2 separate regions of the Mus musculus genome follow, and region 2 is linked to region 1. Evidence: chromatin contacts called from public promoter capture Hi-C data. All regions are on one chromosome and are shown on one strand. The core of a region is the stretch at or near the end of the contact, and the rest is flanking DNA. Distances in the headings are between cores, read along the strand shown. Region 1 holds the start of Armh1 (armadillo-like helical domain containing 1). Region 2 holds the start of St3gal3 (ST3 beta-galactoside alpha-2,3-sialyltransferase 3).

What was found. Promoter capture Hi-C pulls out the DNA fragments that hold promoters and counts their contacts.
Region 2: a contact with region 1 is called in a promoter capture Hi-C map of pre-B cells. The contact joins the promoter of St3gal3 here to the promoter of Armh1 in region 1. A contact is called at or near these places in 8 of 39 promoter capture datasets (the 3T3-L1 cell line, 3T3-L1-derived adipocytes, the C10 cell line and 4 more).

The regions. Positions count from the first base shown.
Region 1 is chr4:117,250,617-117,253,233 of GRCm38.p6, forward strand. Armh1 (armadillo-like helical domain containing 1) reads right to left here and starts at 1,301. Exons shown (of 13, transcript NM_001145637.1): 1 at 1,137-1,301. Tmem53 (transmembrane protein 53) reads left to right here and starts at 1,335. Exons shown (of 3, transcript NM_026837.3): 1 at 1,335-1,518. The coding sequence starts at 1,458.
Region 2 is chr4:118,133,663-118,136,279 of GRCm38.p6, forward strand. St3gal3 (ST3 beta-galactoside alpha-2,3-sialyltransferase 3) reads right to left here and starts at 1,284. Exons shown (of 12, transcript NM_009176.5): 1 at 728-1,284.

The DNA.
Region 1 (2,617 bases), core at 51-2,550:
CAAAAGAGCAGTCAGTGCTCTTAACCACTGAGTAATCTCTCCAGCCCCCCCCCCCCGCCCCCGAAGCCTTTATGTGTGTCCTGGGGGTCTAAGTTGGTTCCTCACACTAGCTCAGCCATCTCCCCAGTTACTCCTCAGCAGTGTAAAGTGAGAGTCCCCACGGTTGGGGGCCATATGCTTTCACATACCCAATTCCCCTGTGATTTTATCTTTTATCTCTTTGCTGGATCTCTCTCATCTGAACAAAAGCCTGTACCTCCTAGCGGTTGCCAGCGAATGACAAAATAACTTGCCTTGCAAGTGTTCCATCCCCCCTCTTTCTTTTAAGACAAGTCTCATGTAGCATAGGCTAGCCTGGAACTTGTTATGTAGCTGAGGATGGCTTGAAGCATTTAGACTCCTGGCTGGGATTCCAGGGACATACCACTATGCTGTCACCTCCCACTCACTCTCAAGCCACTGACTCTTTTGTTCACTGGAATGGCACTTGCAAAGGTTGCTAACAACTTCTTTGTAAATCCAGTGCCATCTTTGAGGTTTTATTTACCGTATTAATCATCAGCCCTCAATACTTTCCTCCTGGTTTCTGTCTCCTACACACCATACCCACTCATTCCCATCACCCAAATAGCTTCTTTTTCTGTTTATGTATGTATGCATGTATGTGTTTATTTATTTATTTTGGACAGGGTGTCTCTGTGTAGCCCTGGCTGTCCTGGAGATAGATCAGGATGGTCTCAAACTCACAGAGTTCAACTCCTCACAGCTGGAATTAAATGCATGCGCCATTATGCCCAGCTCAGAAAATATTTACTAAATGTAAGAAAGCTGTACTCCTGTACTCGTCTAAACTACTTGGACTCACACATGAAAGGCCATGTCTTATTACCCGAAGACCCCTTTCCAGTCAGGCAACCAGTCTCAACCCACAGGTTTAGAAGGACCCGTTGGCACGCGCCGCCTAACACTGTTTTGTTCGTTTTTTCTGCCTCCAGCCTGGGAACTGCTGCTGGCGATGGAGGTAGATGTAGTTAGAGGTGCAAGTTCAAGTTTTCTACCAAGTACCAGAAGACAAAGTTCTGAGATGCCCTCTGCAGACCCGTAATACTTCATTCAACTCTCCCACCGACTCTTACCTTCACAGGAGGGTGCGGTCGCTCCGAGAGCGCTGCCCCACTGACCAATACTTGATCCAAGATCAAGAGAGTCAGCCAATTGCTGGGGCCCAAAGACAGTAGGGGCGGGGCGCGGTTGCTAGGGCCGGGCTAGTGGGTGCCGCCCGAGGCGCGAAGCGACTCCCTGGTTGCTAGGCAGGGAGGTCACAGAGTGCGGCTCGGGGATTGGACAGCGCTGGGCGTGGGCGGGGAGGGGCGTGGCCCGGCGGCGTCCCGGCCCCGCCGAGGTGAAACTGCGGGAGTTCCGGCGGGAGGCCTGTGCTGAAGACCCGCACCTTCACCATGGCCTCGGCCGAGCTGGATTACAGCATCGAGATCCCGGATCAGCCCTGCTGGAGCCAGAGTATGGAGGGGGATTGGGAAGGTGACCTAACAGCGATGCCCCGCCCACCCTGCGGCCCGCCCTCCCTCGGCCCGCCCCCTTCGGGGGTCCCGCAGGGCTGGCTAGAGCTTGCGGGGCGCTCCCAGCCCCGCCCCCCGTGCCCCGCCCCCAGTCGACTGAGGGTCTTTCTGTTCCACAACAGGTTCTCAAGGTTCTGCTTCCCTTTGTAGCTGGAGGCCCTTCAAGGTTCATTCTAATTCTTTTGTTTTGGATTCTCGCTCCTCATTTGCAAGTGTGACTAGGCCCATCCTTCATTTTTGCAGAGGTTTGGATTCCTGGGGGAGCCTCTGGTCCTCAGAAAAGCCAAGGGACTCAGCAAGCCTAGTCCTGCCCTTCTCAGCTCACCCTGGCAGTGGTTAACAGAATGGTCGGTTAGGCCGGGTGGAATTCTGTTGAAATCCTATCCCTTTAGTAATTGGATGACCTTCGGCAAACTTTCAACTTTGAATTTTAGTTTTCCTGGAGCAAAGCTGAGGAAAAATTGCTGGTTGCACAACTGAGATTATTTGTGTAAAGGACTTGGCATGAATCCTGATGGAAGTAAGCTTAGTAGTTGGCATTTAAACTTAACGTGTGTGTGTGTGTGTGTGTGTGTGTGTGTTTAACCCTCCTAAGGCCATATCATTAAAAAAAGATGTGTGGGAGGCCTCCTAAGATTAGTAGCTTGTAAAGTAGTGTAAGTTGTTGGACCAGAGAATGGAAGGTTGTCCCTTTTGGAAACTGGGGCAGAGGAGGCTTGGAGTACAGGTCGGCCAATGCTGCTCTTTGGTGTTTCCAGTCCACTGCCCCGCACTTGTCCAGCTCATCATAAAGTTTAGCTAGGGGGTGCTTCCTTCAAAAGCCTCCCCAGAGCCAGGTGGTGGTGGCGCACACCTTTAATCCCAGCACTTGGGAGACAGAAGCAGGCGGTTTTCTGAGTTCGAGGCCAGCATGGTCTACAGAGTGAGTTCCAGTACAGCCAGGACTACACAGAGAAACCCTGTCTCAAAAAACCAAAAAACCAAAACCAAAAACAAAAAAAGTCTCCCCAGGCCTCCCTTCCTATGCCCTCCTGTCCCAC
Region 2 (2,617 bases), core at 34-2,533, 880 kb after region 1:
ATGGAGCAACCAACACCACTTTATATTTCAAAATGTCTGTTATTTTAGGAGACTATATGAAACTCCCATCTGGTCATAAGGTTTTACTCCAATTTTTAATCCTCCAATCTTTCTTCTTTTCCTTTCTTCAGTCTTTTGAGACTGGGTCTTGCTATGTGGCTCTTGTTGACACGGTTTTATTATTCTATGTAGCCCAGGCTGGCCTCTGAAGCAATCCTCCTGCTTCAGCTTCTGAGTGCTATTACAGGTGTGCACCTACTACCCCGGGATCCAATTCCTCTGAGTCTTTAATTGAAAGTTTAGGGACACAAGTGGAATTGTCATGATGTCTACTGTGCTACATGTCAGGAACCTAACTCTAACTCGTGGCTTTTCCTTCCTTCTCAGCCCATTATCTATAGTGCTAATAATTCAAAGGACCTCAGAGAAATGTGTTAAGCACTCTTTGCTTTCTGGGATAGCAGCCGGCTCCCTTCATCGGTCACTCCCTAGGTTAATTACAGTGACTCAGTTTTACCACCTCCCCGTACTCTAGAGAAACAGACAAAAATTAAATTTATTGAGGAATCATAAAAATGGGTGCTACTGTAAAAAGGAGTCTAAACACATCTGTGGGACATCCGCCTAACCAAATCTACCGTCCTCACTAAGCTTTTCTCTCGCAAACAAGACCACTGAGAAGACAATGAGGAAGCACTCCAGAAGAAAGGGTAGCGAGAAGACGTACTTTGATAAACTGACCCGGTCGCTCCGAGGAGGATCTGGCCCCGGGGAAGGCAGAGATGACAACCGCTACTCTTGGTGACTCCCGCTAGGCTTTCCCCGGACTTTCTTGCGCTTGTCCCACAGCGGGTCCCGGGTGACCGTGACCCTCCTTTGCGCTCAGACTCGCGCGCCTGGGACACTGCACACAGGTGACCTCGGCGCGCTCGGCCCGGCTCGCGCGGCCCTCTGGCAGGCCTGGCCCCCACCCGGGCCCGGGCTTTGGTCCCCAGCGCGGCTCGGGCCGGTCTGGCCGGGGGAGGGGCGCGGCGGCCGAGAGCTGCTTCGGGGACGCAGGGCAGGCCTTACCGCAGCAGAGAGGGAGGCCGGGGGCGGGTGGCGCCAGGGCGCACGCAGAGCGCGGAGGCAATTGCAGCGCGAATAGCGGGGACAGCCGAGGGGACCCCAGAGGGAGCCCAGGACGCGGCAAGCTGCACGGGCGCCGCCATGGTGGGGACGCAGCGGCGGGACCACCAATCCTGCGGTCCGCCTCGGCGGCCGCGCCGGGGGTCGGGCATCAGCAGCCAATGGGAGCACCGGAACCGGGCGGGGCGCCAGGCAGGCCAATGCGAGGCTTCGCCGCAGGGTTGGGCGGGCCCGGACCCCGGAGACCCAATGGAAGCCAGAGGCCGAATCCATCCCCTCCCCATCCCCGGGCTATAGCTGGGGCTTGGGAGGAGCGCTGCGTGGAGCTGCGGTGCGTGGGGCTGCCCGGCTGCGGTCAGGTTTCCTCTGCTTCCCAGAGGAAGTCTTCTGTCCCTACTTCACCACTCTGCTGTCAGCCCCTGACGCTGGTGGTAACCTCTAGAACGCCTTCTGAAGCCCTATCCAATCCCGTGAGGGTAAGAGGCCTGCTAAGTTCAGGCGTGACCTCGAAGAAAGGTCGCAGATAGGCCACAAAGCCACCCCACATACCCAGTTCAGGAGGTCGCGCCCTCATTCTGCAGCGGAGTGCATTATCCTAAGGCAGAATTTAATACAGAATTTTCCCAAAGAGGAGGTGGGGACATAACTTGGCACTCTCAGATGCCAATCTTATACAAGGTATACAAGACATAAGTTTCTGCTTTGGCAAAAAGCTGAAGTGCAGTCTTTGGCTGTGGTGGGTCATGAACCCAGACTAGACTACACTGGCCAGGAAGTGCCTAAGGCAGACCCAACTTTGAAGTTGAGCAAGTTTAAAGCCCCAGGCCATCCCCAGCACCAGAAAAAAAAAAAAAAACAAAAACAAAACCACAGGCCAGTTTTATGAGACTTGGGAAAGTCCCATAGCTTTTTATGAACTGGGAATTTTCTTATAATAGGCCAAAAATATTTTTGAATGGTTGACTTAACTAATCATGGTAGTGGTGGTACGTACTTAACTACTCTCTAAACTGAAGCAGGATTAAACATTCAACAACTTTGTGGGTCTCAGTATCTTTGGGTTTTGTTTTGGTTTATTTTGTTTTTGTTTTAGTGTCTGCATGAATGTATGTCCCAGTGCCTGTGTATCCCAGAAGGCCTCATAGCCCCTGGAACTAGAGTTACAGACAGTTGCAAGCCACCAAGTGGACAGTGACAACTGAACCTGGGTTCCCCAGAAAAGTATTCTTAAGGGCTAAACTATCTCTCCATCCCACAGTGGGCTCTTCTTAGGGACAAAAAAGTAGAGAGGGCTGTCGGGTATAGCTTGGCAGTAGTACGTTTGCCTCAAACATTCAAAGGCTTGAATTCAATCCTCAACTCCCATAGAGCTGGGATTACACCAGGCACGAGATTATCCGGTCCTTTAGCAAGGCTGAGGTAATGAGACTCATGGGGAGGAACTACGGGTGCCTGAGGAAGTTAAGTTTTCCTCTCTTCCACGAACGCT